2 separate regions of the Mus musculus genome follow, and region 1 is linked to region 2. The links are chromatin contacts, called in public HiChIP or PLAC-seq maps. All regions are on one chromosome and are shown on one strand. Each heading gives the region's core, a stretch centred on a gene start, on an enhancer-like site or on the middle of the called end of the contact. The rest is flanking DNA. Distances are from core to core; before and after follow the strand shown.

Region 1 (5,773 bases), core at 518-3,017, 39 kb after region 2:
CCCTCCTGGTGGTCGGCACCACAACTTTCCCCCTCTCCAGGGTTCGAGCCAAGGTGGTTTTTTTCCTCTGAAACGCCTTGCGTCATCATTTCCTGGTAGGCAGAGGATTGAGGCAATGCTTCCAAAGGCTTGAGACTTGGCTGCAATGGACGATCCTGAGTCTCGGACATCGTGGGTTCCTGGTCTAGCATTTGTTATAGAAAAGTCAAAATATAAAATCAAAGCTACCTCAGATACAAACCTCAGTAAGTATCCAAGCCAAGGGTGACAACAGAAAATGCACACGCCCACTTTTTAACTGCAGCAACTTTAATATATAAGATGGTATACAGTTGAAGGACCAGCTTCCTAGGAGCCTAGGCAGAAGGGAAGGAGGACGGAGGGAAACCTATTTCCCTGGTGATGGAAACCTAGAGAAGGCCTTTTTGTAAACCCACACACGTGTGATTCCAAAGGCACCAGGAGCCAAGGAGGATTCTGGGATAGTTCAGGAGCCTGATTCCCAAAGCAAGAGGCATTGAATTTCACTGTAAAACTCACCTTCTGATCTGGTCACTGACGTCATCCTGGATGAAGGAGGAAAACAGGAAAATGAGGAGATCCGTTCGAGCTCCAGTCTCACAGGGGCCTCACTATCCCATAATAGGTCTCATGCTTCAGGTGCCCTCACTTGCCTCCTCCGAGATTCTCAGCAGCAAGATTACTATCACTGACTGCTGTCTTCAAGAACTCGGTCTACAGAACCTATCTTAGCTCCTCACTTTGTGAGGCACTAGCCCCCAGTTCCGTGGAAGGTCTTAGGATCTTTGTTTTCCAAACGAGAAAACAAACAAACAAACCCCGCATCACTTCTTACTCTCTCCAGATTTTGCCATGGCTGGAAATCCTACTTTTTAATCTCTGCCCACATCTGTCCTTCTACCCATAAAACAGAGTCATCCTCCTCCCTAACTCTGCTTAAATACGCAGTCACTTCTCTTTGGCAGATTTGGAGGCCACACATCTTTCCTCTATAGAACTGGTTGGAGATCGCACCACATCCCCATTTCCAGCACCTGTCACAGAAAACAGACAGAGAGGCAAGGTCGAGTATCCATCCCGCCACCTTGCATCTAAGTCTCCCTCCCAAAAGACCGCTGAATGTGGAGGACGCTTGGTAAAAGCGAATGGAGGCTGAGGGACCATACTGAAAGGACAAAGACTCTAAAGATCTAAATCACCACAATCCTCGTGGGTGATCACACAGACTCCAGCTTGGATAACAGACATTGAAGCGCTTCTGAGGCTGTACACGTGACAGCCTTCTGACGTCATTATCCCAATCAACAACAGGTCCCACAACTCTGAGTAAGGGACTCTTTCGGGAGACCCAGGTTCCCGGGGCACAGCAGTGTAACCCCGGCTGCCACCCCAGCCCTCCGACCTGTCCCAGGCCACTATCTGGAGTCAAGGACGCCAGCAGTGCCCGGGAGCGAGGAGTGGCCTTCTTTCAGGCGTCCTGTCAGGAGAAAGTCTCTGAGCCCCCGGGGCCCTGCGGCTGGGAGCGGCCGGTGGGCCGGGCAGAGGCGGGTCAGGGGAGAACCACATCCGGGTCCCGAACCCCAGCGTGACGCCGGTCTAGCCCAGCTCCCCTCCCCGCGTTCCTGAACCAGTAAGCCCAAGGTCACCTCTGCAAACTCGGCGTCGCCGCAGAAGGTCCTCTCCCGCGTCAGTCCGGTTCGGGGTTCCCCGCTGCCTCCGCTACTTACGAAACTCCCGCCGAACAACTGCGCGTGCGCAGCCTCCGCCTTCCGCGCTGGCTCGCGCAACCCGTGCCTCCGGCGGAGCGCCTGCGTACTCCGGGATTTAACGTTCTGGCCCAAGCGCACCTTGTCCTACCGTTTTCACCCAGCTACAGATCAAGCACATCTGCAGCTACGTCCAGGCCTGGGGATTGACCTCTCCAAAACACCAGTTTGCTGACTTTTCCCGCCGTACATCCTACCTATGGGTGTGGTGCTGTTCCAGGCCATGGCTTCCCCTCTATCTCTTTGATTCCAAAAGTCTGGACAGTGACTTTCTCCAGGGAGAACTGGAGCTCTGAGCTCAGTCTGTACCCTGCCTATCTTCCTGCTCCATGGGCCCCTCCCATGGGCCCTTAAGTACCTAGCAAAGTTCAAGCACACCCCCTGCCAGCGTTAACAGCCAACCCTACTGCCACAACCCCGTGCCAATTCTTGCCTCTGTTCCTTTGTTCGAGCATGCTTTTTGCCTGGAAAGCCTTTCCTTTCTCCTTCCACCCTTCTATGTTGACGCTAGATGTTCAGTGCTCATGTCTGTTCCACTGTCCCGTGCCTGGGAGGGTCTTCTTCAGGACAAGGTATAGAGGCATCAGAATGCCCCCCATGCATCAATGAAGTGAATCCTTTCAGATCTGAACCTTGTGAACTGAGAGTAGTACGAAAGATTCCAAAGGTCCAGTTGTGGTGGTGCATGCCTTTAATCCCAGTACTGGGAAGACAGAGGCAGGAGGATCTCTGTGTCTTTGAGGCCAGCCTAGTACCCGGGCCAGCCAAGGATACATAGTGAGACCCTGTCTCAAACAAACAAACAAAAAACAAACAAAAAAAACAAAGAAGCAAAAGATGGGTCTGGCAGTGGTGGTGCACTCCTTTAATCCCAGCACTTGGGAGGCAGAGGCAGGTGGATTTCTGAGTTCGAGGCCAACCTGGTCTACAGAGTGAGTTCCAGGATAGCCAGGGCTATACAGAGAAACCCTGTCTCAAAAAACCAAAAAAAAAAAAAAAAAAAAAAAAAAAAGCAGAAGATGGCTAGCTGAACCATAATTTTGATAATTTTGACCATTTTGAAGTAATTGTGGTCCCTTGGAAGTTTTTTGGTAAGAGGTAGAAATGTGTATTCCAGAAGTTTCTACTCTGCCATTCTGGTCTAATAGTTTCAACAGCTATCTGGAAGAGGTGTGTTCTTATTCCTGAATATCACTTCCTGGAGCACCTCATGTGTTGATGTCCCCAAAACAGAACTTAATATTCCCGGCCAGAGCTGGCCATGTTGGGACACACTGAGATCACTGCCTCGTGGAATCCAGTCCCAGTAAACATCCTTGCTCGGAAGTCTTCCGTGGCTCCCTTCTGTTAATAAGATGCATACAGATTCTTGCCCTGTTCCACATCAAAGTTTCATTTCTTAACTTCATTTCCCCACCCCCTTTCTGGTTACTTTAAAGCAGGTTCTCATGTACCCCAGGCTGGCCTCAGTATATAGCCAAAGATGACACTGTAACTTCTGACCCTCCTGTCTTTCCCTCCCAAGTATTGCCACCATGCCTGGTTTTGCCTCTTTCTCCCAGGCTTTCTCTCTCTGAGCCTCTCCTCTGTTTCCTGCCTACAATCCACTACCATCCCCTTTGTCTGCTCAACATTCCAACCCTGGGTGTGCTCCCCTGGGGCTCCCAACTTCCATAATTGATGCTAAACATCTTATTTTCCAGGCCCATTTATTATATCCTCCATGGCTGGCACAGGTCTGGCTGTTGTTAGCCATCCCTCTCCTCCCCCAAACCCTCAAGGAGATCTATAAAAGTTAAGCATTGGGTCTTAGGCTGTCCAAATATCCAGAAATGAGCTAAAACTGGACCATAGGAGAATTTCTGGCAGTTAAATAAAAAACAGCATTCCTCCGAGACTGGTAAGACTGGTTCCCATCTGTCAACGGGACTTATGGCTACCTATGGTGCTCACCAGTTAGCCAAGCCCATGCTGCTCTCAGGGCCCCATCACTATCAAAAGTACCTATTGCTGGGCTTGGTGGCACACGCCTTTAATCCCAGCACTTGGGAGGCAGAGGCAGGTGAATATCTGAGTTCAAGGCCAGCCTGGTCTACAGAATGAGTTCCAGGACAGCCAGGGCTATACAGAGAAACCCTGTCTCAGAAAAAAAAAAGTACCTATTTCACTGGCTAGCCCTTCTCACCTCCTCCTCCATCCTAAGCTCCCTCCGGCTCCTGGGCTTCCTACCCCCCCCCCATGAGTCTTCTCTCTCACTCCTCCCCCCTCCTCTATCCCATCTCTTTCTATACTGCTATCCCCACTGTTCTCTCCCACTTCTGAAGCCCTGGCCATGTGCAGTCTACTTCTTTCTCTGCTCTGGACTATTCCAGAGGCCTCTGGCTGTCCAGTCTTATATTCACAATAAAAACCTTAACCATATTATGGAGTGGTGGCATTGGCACCTTCTTTACTGTATCCCTCATGTAGACCAGGCTGGCCTCGAACTCAGAAATCCGCCTGCCTCTGCCTCCTGAGTGCTGGGATTAAAGGTGTGCACCACCATGCCCAGCTTTTTTTTTTTTTTTTTTTTTTTTTTTTCAAGACAGGGTTTCTCTGCATAGCCCTGGCTGTCCTGGAACTCACTCTGGAGACCAGGCTGGTCTTGAACTCAGAAATCCACCTGCCTCTGCCTCCCAAGTGCTGGGATTAAAGGTGTGCGCCACCGCTGCCCAGAGGAATGAGTTTCTTACTTGATAGTCAACAGTGACTTGCAGGTTTGTGAATTAGTTATTTTGTAAAGGAATTTTCAAGCTCTGGTTAGAAACACAAATAACTTAGGCTGTCTGGGCCTAAAGCTCTCTGCTAAACAGCTTGCCTTGCAACATGCAGGAAACAGACCCTGGGTTCCATCCCCTAATACACAAAGGTGCAAATACAGCCTAATTGGTTTCTGACTGCATGCCTCCAGAAACACTCAAGTACAACTGTCCAGCTCCCAAATCCTCAGTCCACAACCCTGGTAGGATAGGATACATTTAGGGTGTTAACTCCACACTGTAATGCCTAAAAGTATCTTTTCCCCATAGCAGATTATTTTAAGTCTGTTATGGGAAAACCTGGTTCTATTTTTCTCCTTTTTGAATGTGGTGCATTTGTTCCTCAGCAGTGGTGACACACTTCCTGAGAGACACTGAGTTACCAGCCAGGAGCCACCAGAAACTCCAACCCCCAACCCCACTGTGGTTGCCCCATCTGGGTGATTCCAAACTAGCCAGCTGGCTCCAGTTTTCCCCTCCTTCTGAGAAACTGCAGGTGGAATGGTGTCAGCTTTCAAATGGGCTGGGAAGATCAGAGAGCAGGCAACTGTTTATATGACATACTTTATTTCCAATCTACAACCATTAAAAACACTTTGTAAGTTTACACTGTACAGTTCTCATGTCTAAAATAAGACACAGGGCAAGGATAGCTGGTGGACCAGATGCTGTCCTACCACCCAATATGTCCTGGGAAGGAGCCTTTAAAGAAAGAAAGGCAGGGGGCGAGGTGACAGAAGGGAGAGGAGAAGGACAGAACAGTGGAAGGGATAGGTGGACAGTTGGCCCAAGGATGCCCTTGGTCCCTTCCCTCCTGAGTGGTCCGGCAGGGCCCACGACTGCAGGACCCTCACCAGGAAACCAGGCTGAGCAGGAGGGGCGTCACAGTATTGGCCAGGGTGAGGCGGGGAGCCAGGATGGAGAGGAGAGGCAGTCTCTAGCTCTTCCCTAGGCGCTGGGGGTTGGAACTGATTTTTGGCACTGTCTTCATGGTCTCCCTGGAATCAGGAGGACGAGGAGGTGTGGCATGGGAGGGTGAGGTGAGCAGGCACCGAATTTTGTTCTTGCAGTCTTAGGTTTCTTTCCCTTGGCAGAGGCCCTCTGGTCCTTCTGGCCTCCTGCCTCCAGGGACTCTCCCCCTTGCCTACTGTGACCACCGATTACTCGGGGAGGGTGAGCTGGGCTGAG
Region 2 (6,113 bases), core at 145-2,644:
AGATTATAGTACTTTAAAGAGAAATCTGAGCATTAAGAGAGAATGCATGTAAAGCACTTGGCACATAAAAGTACTTAGTTAGTAAATGAATAATAGCAGGATAGCCCATACTCCATAATGAAGAAAGGGAGAAGGGAGGAAACCGAGGTGGGGGCGAGGGGACAGGGAGGCCAAACAACAACAAAGTTGCTTAAGGCGTCTACTCGTTCTGATCCAGAGGCTTCCTCTTAATAGCAGTGAGCATCATTCATGGACTTTGCACCCCATTTAGCACTATCTAGAGACCTTTTTAGTTGTCACCACTGGGTGGGGGGCTAGGGAAGGCTAGTAGCATCTAGTGGACACAGGCTGACGTTGTTGCTAAACATTCTACAATACATAGTAGAACAGTGTCCTAAACAACACCCAGTCCAAACACCAGTGCCAATACGGAGAAATCCTGCAAGCAGTGCCTGGAACTCAATCTTGCCAGCCACTTCCTTCTTAGCTTTAGTTCACTCAGCAATACAGAAACGTCCTTCTCCGTGCTCTCTACCTCACAGAGTCACCCAGAGCATCAAATGACACCATGGAGACGGAGGAGAGGCATTTTCCTCATCAGCTTCTTTTACAACATGTACAAAGGTACCAACTTACTGGGCAGAGCTGGCAGTTTTCAAACGCCAGGGAATCCCCGAAGTCAGGAAGATGGAGGGCTAGCTAAGGAGTCAGTAGTCCTCGGCAACGCCATTGTTCAAAGGGGACTCTTGCCTGCTCAGTCAGAACATGGGGCGATCATGAATGGAAACTGGGACAGGAACATGTCTCAGGGAGGAAGGAGCAAGATGGAATGTGTGAAGTTCATGGGAGCAGGACAGCACATGGAAGAGAGCCCAGAGGCCGTTAGGGAGTGGGGCTTTGCTTGGAGTCAGTCTATTTGGCCACAATGAACTACAACAACAGAAAGTTGATTCCTCACAGTTTAGGAAGCGGCAAGGTTTAAGACAGAGGTTTCGGTTTCTGATAAGGGCTCTCTTCCTGCTTTACAAATGGCTGCCTTCTTACTAAGTCCTCACACAGTAACAAGAAGAGGCCACCAACCCATCAGATTAGGCTCTGTGTTTCTGATCTTACTGAACTTTAATCACTTCTATTAAAGTCTGTCTTAGTTTTATACTGTTGCTGTAATTAAAAAAAAAAAAAACAAAACCTGACAAAAGGAACTTGGGAGAGGAAGGTTTTATTTTCGCTCACAAACCAGGTTACAATCCATAGCAGCTGAGAAGTCAAGGTGGCAGGAACTTGAAACAGCCAGTCCTAGTCCCAGTCAGCCCCAGTCAGCCAGCCCCAGCCCCAGTCAGTCAGCCCCAGCCCCAGTCAGCCAGCCCCAGCCCCAGTCAGCCAGCCCCAGCCCCAGTCAGCCAGCCCCAGCCCCAGTCAGTCAGCCCCAGCCCCAGTCAGTCCGTCCCAGCCCCAGCCCCAGTCAGTCCGTCCCAGCCCCAGTCAGTCCGTCCCAGCCCAGTCCACACACAGCGCCAGTGCTCAGCTCACTTTCTCCTTTTTCATGCAATACAGAACCCAACCCCAGACAATGGTGCTGCCTACTGCTAGGCTATCTTCCCACATCACTTAGTATAATCAAGACAAACCCCCAGTCATGCCCACAGACCATCCTAAGCTAGATAACCAATCCCAAAAGACAGCCTTCCCGGGTGATCCTAGATCACGTCAAGTTGACAATTAAAACTGACCGTCACAGGGCTTCCTCTCCAAAAGTCACATGTGGTGGGGGCTAAAGTTTCAGTGTGTAAAATTGGGGGGACAGAATTCACTCTGTAACATTCAAGCAAATCTGATAGCAATGCCCTTATTTGTAAGTAGCTTAGTGGCTGAGCACAACCAGGATTCCTTTGTTTAATCCTCAGTACAAACAAAACAACTACACTATATCCCAGACCAGTTCCGTAAGGTGTCAGTAAGAAGGCACAGCTTGGCATTAGCGACTCTTACATCTCCACATGTAGTTCCAACCAGAAGCCAAGCCTGAGTCATGCTGGCACCGTCTTTACCCCTGAGACTGGTCTGGAGCTGGGGTCTGGGATCTGCATTGTTAAGCACTCCCCTACCTGATTCTGAGGTCAGGTTACTTCCTTGCTGAAGCTAACCTGTCTGCTTTCCCCTGCCCTGAGAATACTCATTTCTGTGGCCAGACCTGCGCTTTATAACTATAGATTTTAGTATCTTCCTCTTCTTTGTGGTACAGTCCTTCATATACACAGAAAAATGGTATTTAATGAGTAGAGATTTCTGGAAACACTGTGGGGGGCAGTCAGCAGAAGTCAAGAAGGTGTTTACAGACTGCCAAAGGAGAGAACATAAAGTCTAGTGAAAGTCAAAGGAAGGAGTGACAAAGAGAAAAGGTCACAGGGAAGAGGGTGGGGCTGCCAGGATGCAATGTAAGTCAGAAAAAATATAAGTCAGTAGAGTAAGATGTTATAAAGGGCCTTGCTTTGGACAGAGAGAGAAGCTAGCATTGACATCTTTTGGTGCGCTCTCTCATCCCCTCTCGCCCACCAGTCTAACCACACCCTCTCCATTCTTTCCTCTAAGGATGTTGTAGACTAACACCGGCTAGAAAGTATTTAACAGAGCATCGTTAGGACAGTAAGCCAAAAGAACAGTGTAGGAAAGAGTTTCTGGTGTGCACACTGAACAGGGAGGGACAAGAAAGATCTGCTGAGTTCTAGTGGCTTTCAAGTATGCCATTCATCATGAAATTCTCCAACACCAAGATAAAATGAGGCACACTCTGCTGGATGTGGTAGAGGCAGGCGGATTTCTGAGTTCGAGGCCAGCCTGGTCTACAAAGTGAGTTCCAGGACAGCCAGGGCTATACAGAGAAACCCTGTCTTGGAAAAAAAAAAAAAACAAAAAAACCAAACACCTTTACTACCAAAAAATAAGGTAAACTCCTGACAGCTATCTCTGACGAAAATGGTCACATTGCAGACTCAGCAAACTTTTGAGAGAGCACTGGAGCCTGTACACATCACTAGCCATGCATGTTAAAATCTCCTTATGGAAACTAAAAGTCAAACATTTGGATCCTAACAAATACCACCTTGACACTTTCTATCTAAGTTGGTTGTATTATTTTTTCCTTTCTATAAAATAGAAAAACTTCAGAAAAATGACCGAATTTGCCTATGGAAAACAAAGGGTCAGGGAGACATCAAAGAGTAGGTTAGGAAATGAGTTTCAAAAAGTATCCCCATCAATAAGAATCAAGCTAAGTATTTTACTTAGTAGTCTCATATATAAAAAGTTAATTAATAGCACAAGAAAACCATCTACTCATCTTTGAGCTAAAACGAAACAGGCGTTACCTTATCATTTAGAAGCGGTTTGATCTCTGTGAGTTGAACATCCTGAAGTTCATCCATGAGGATGGCTCAGAGCAGATGAGTCTCAAGGATGAACCAGGAACTCTGAAACAGAAGAGAAGGAAGAGGAAACATGCTTACGCTGGCATTGGAAACACGACATCATCCATTCAGATACTGGACTTTCCTCCATGTACATCTTGTACTGCACAGGGCACAGCAGACGCACAGTGGAGGCAGACGGGCTCTCAACTGGCCTGTTGTTCTTCCCCTCTGGTATTCATACCTTTGCGCCCCAAACCCCACCCCTGAGTGTGGGGCAGGATCTATGTCTTGCTTTTGACTAACAGAATGAGGGAAATAAGAACGTACATGAGTGCTTTCATGTGGTACATTACAAAGTATTTAAACACCTGTCTTGCTGCCCTGCTGGTTGCATTGAGCCAGCTGGCATACTAGAAGAGAGCCATGTGGCAGGGAACTAAGGGCAGCTTCCCGTAAGACAGCAAAGAGAGGGAGGGGAAGGACAGAAAGTAACTGAGACACTCGGTTCAATAATCTCTACAAGAAACTGAATACTGCCAGCAAGCACATGACGCTAGAGATAGCTTCCTTCCCAGTGGGGACTCAGCTGAGAGAACCCTGACACTTTGTTTGAAGCCTCAGCAAGGACACATGACACCTTGAGATAATAAAGGTGTGTTGTCTTAGGTTACTATGTCTGTGGTGGTATTTTAAACAAAGAACAATAGATACAATAGTTTTTGCAGTCTGCAGTGTATATCGTGGTTCCTAAAGATGGGCAAGAGAACAATACTCTCAGAATTATGCTTCTGGAAGCAACGATGTGGAGAGAGGATTAAGGAAGGCAACAGCTGAAAATTAGTGATATAGAATAGGACCCTGTACTGGCCGGCTTTGTGTGTCAACTTGACACAAGCTAGAGTTATCACAGAGTAAGGAGCCTCCCTTAAGGAAACGCCTCCATGAGATCCAACTCTTAGGCATTTTCTCAATTAATGAATAAGTGGGGAAGGCCCACTGTGGGTGGTGCCATCCCTGGGCTGGTAGTCTTGGGTTCTAATAAGAAAGCAAGCTGAGCAAGCCAGGGAAAGCAAGCCAGTAAGGAACATCCCTCCATGGCCTCTGCATCAGCTCCTGCTTCCTGACCTGCCTGAGTTCCAGTCCTGACTTCCTTTGTTGATAAACAGCAATGTGGAAATGTAAGCTGAATAAACCCTTTCCTCCCCAACTTGCTTCTTGGTCATGATGTTTATGCAGAAACAGAAACCCTGACTAAGACAGACCCTAAATTAGTAATGGCAAGGGCAGTGAAAACAAATCAACAACTCTACTGAGGAATCTCAGTGTAATAAGGAGAACGGTAGCTGACCTGAGATGACCTTCTAAGAGTCCACTATCCTTGATACTTGATATTCACACTCAAATGTAATCACCCACCTGAACAAATCAGGAATGTCGTACATTACTCATAGAACATAAGCGAAGTGATAAAATATGACTTTTTAGAATTCCCTTACATGGACATTTTAGTTTCTGTGATTTCTATCACCAAGGGAGAAAACTAGTATATTGTTAGGGCACACACAGACCTCTGAAGGTCCACGTAGAGGAACCAACACATCAATACTAACCTGCTAGCCACATGAGTGATCTTGCAAAAGAAGTCTAAAGCCTCAGTCAGAGCTTAGATGTCTAAGCCATAGAAACACCTGACTGCAACCATATGAGACACTGACCAAATTGTACTGTCAAGGCATTCTGGGTTCCTGACCCACAGAAACTATAAAAGATAATAAATAATTTTATTTCAAAAGGATATGTTCTACAGCAATAAGTAGCCAGTAAGGAGGACCACATTGTGGAGTTCAAAGAAAGGAAGGTGGCTGAGGGAGATGAGGTAACTAAGCAGAAAGCCTTCCTTCACCCCAGCGTACAGCCCTGGATAGGCTGTAAGCACTGGATACTGCAGCCACATGGTTCTCCCTCTGTGGAGAAAGCACCACACTTTCTTCCTTCTTTCTTGTCCCTGGACCTATCAGAGCAGGAAAAAACCCTAACTCAATGATCTTGAATTGTGGCCATTCAACGCCACTTACTGGAAAGCTCCTGTGCAAAGCACTAGGAAAGATCAGAGTGTCTCTTCCTCCTAGGAACTTACAGAACAGCAGAGATGACTATGGTCTCTAAAATGATAAATATAAAGAATAGTCAAGAGTCCTAGGTGGGAACAATCACTTCTAACCTGTGAGAATTAAGACAACTTTCAAAAGAGACTGGTGTGCTACAAAAGAGACTGGTATACTATAGATGCTTGACAAATGCTGGAATTATACCCTGACTAAACCCACGGTGGACAGAAATTATGCTCAAATGATTTCATAAATCTATTCTAGTAAAGATCATGGCTTACAGTGCAGCACACCGCAGGTATATGCTGCTGTCCCCCATGCTTACGAGGCTGTCTGGTGATATGGTTGCTGCCTCTGTCTAGCATGACAAGAGGCATTGAGCTACATATCATTTGCTCAAGAGACAGAAACTCAAGGCTCCAAAGGTATAAGTAGTTTTCTAGCATGGATGTGGCCCTGGGTTCAATGTCCATCTTTAAAAAAAAAATGTCTGAGACTTCTTTATTCATTTTGTGTTTATTAATCATACAATAAACTGTGGCTGCATTCCATTTGGACTTTATATGGTCATTCAGACCATGTGAAAAATAATACAATG

Evidence for each region. HiChIP or PLAC-seq counts read pairs in DNA pulled down with a chosen protein or histone mark.
Region 1: a contact with region 2 is called in an H3K27ac HiChIP or PLAC-seq map of embryonic stem cells, with 11 read pairs. The contact joins the promoter of Dsn1 here to the enhancer-like site in region 2. A contact is called at or near these places in 1 of 39 promoter capture datasets (macrophages), 1 of 15 datasets of contacts at CTCF or cohesin (the NIH/3T3 cell line), 10 of 484 Hi-C or Micro-C datasets (CD4 T cells, Sertoli cells, embryonic fibroblasts and 4 more), 8 of 115 datasets of contacts at active chromatin or transcription factors (the HPC-7 cell line, the SCID.adh cell line, embryonic fibroblasts and 4 more) and 3 of 9 other capture datasets (adipose tissue, liver and pancreatic islet).

What each region holds. Positions count from the first base shown.
Region 1 is chr2:157,005,308-157,011,080 of GRCm38.p6, forward strand. Dsn1 (DSN1 homolog, MIS12 kinetochore complex component) reads right to left here and starts at 1,768. Exons shown (of 11, transcript NM_025853.3): 1 at 1,668-1,768; 2 at 541-566; 3 at 1-184. The coding sequence starts at 565. It overlaps Soga1 (suppressor of glucose, autophagy associated 1), which reads right to left. Exons shown (of 15, transcript NM_001164663.1): 15 at 5,135-5,773.
Region 2 is chr2:156,966,672-156,972,784 of GRCm38.p6, forward strand. Ndrg3 (N-myc downstream regulated gene 3) reads right to left here. Exons shown (of 16, transcript NM_013865.2): 2 at 3,366-3,467. The coding sequence starts at 3,422. Among named protein-coding and RNA genes, the nearest start is that of Ndrg3, 22 kb to the right of the region's middle. Within about 2 kb of position 1,395, at least 34 of the 459 cell types and tissues checked have an H3K27ac peak or open chromatin away from gene starts, as enhancers often do. A contact at or near this core is called in embryonic stem cells, microglia, pancreatic islet and 2 more, where this site is marked.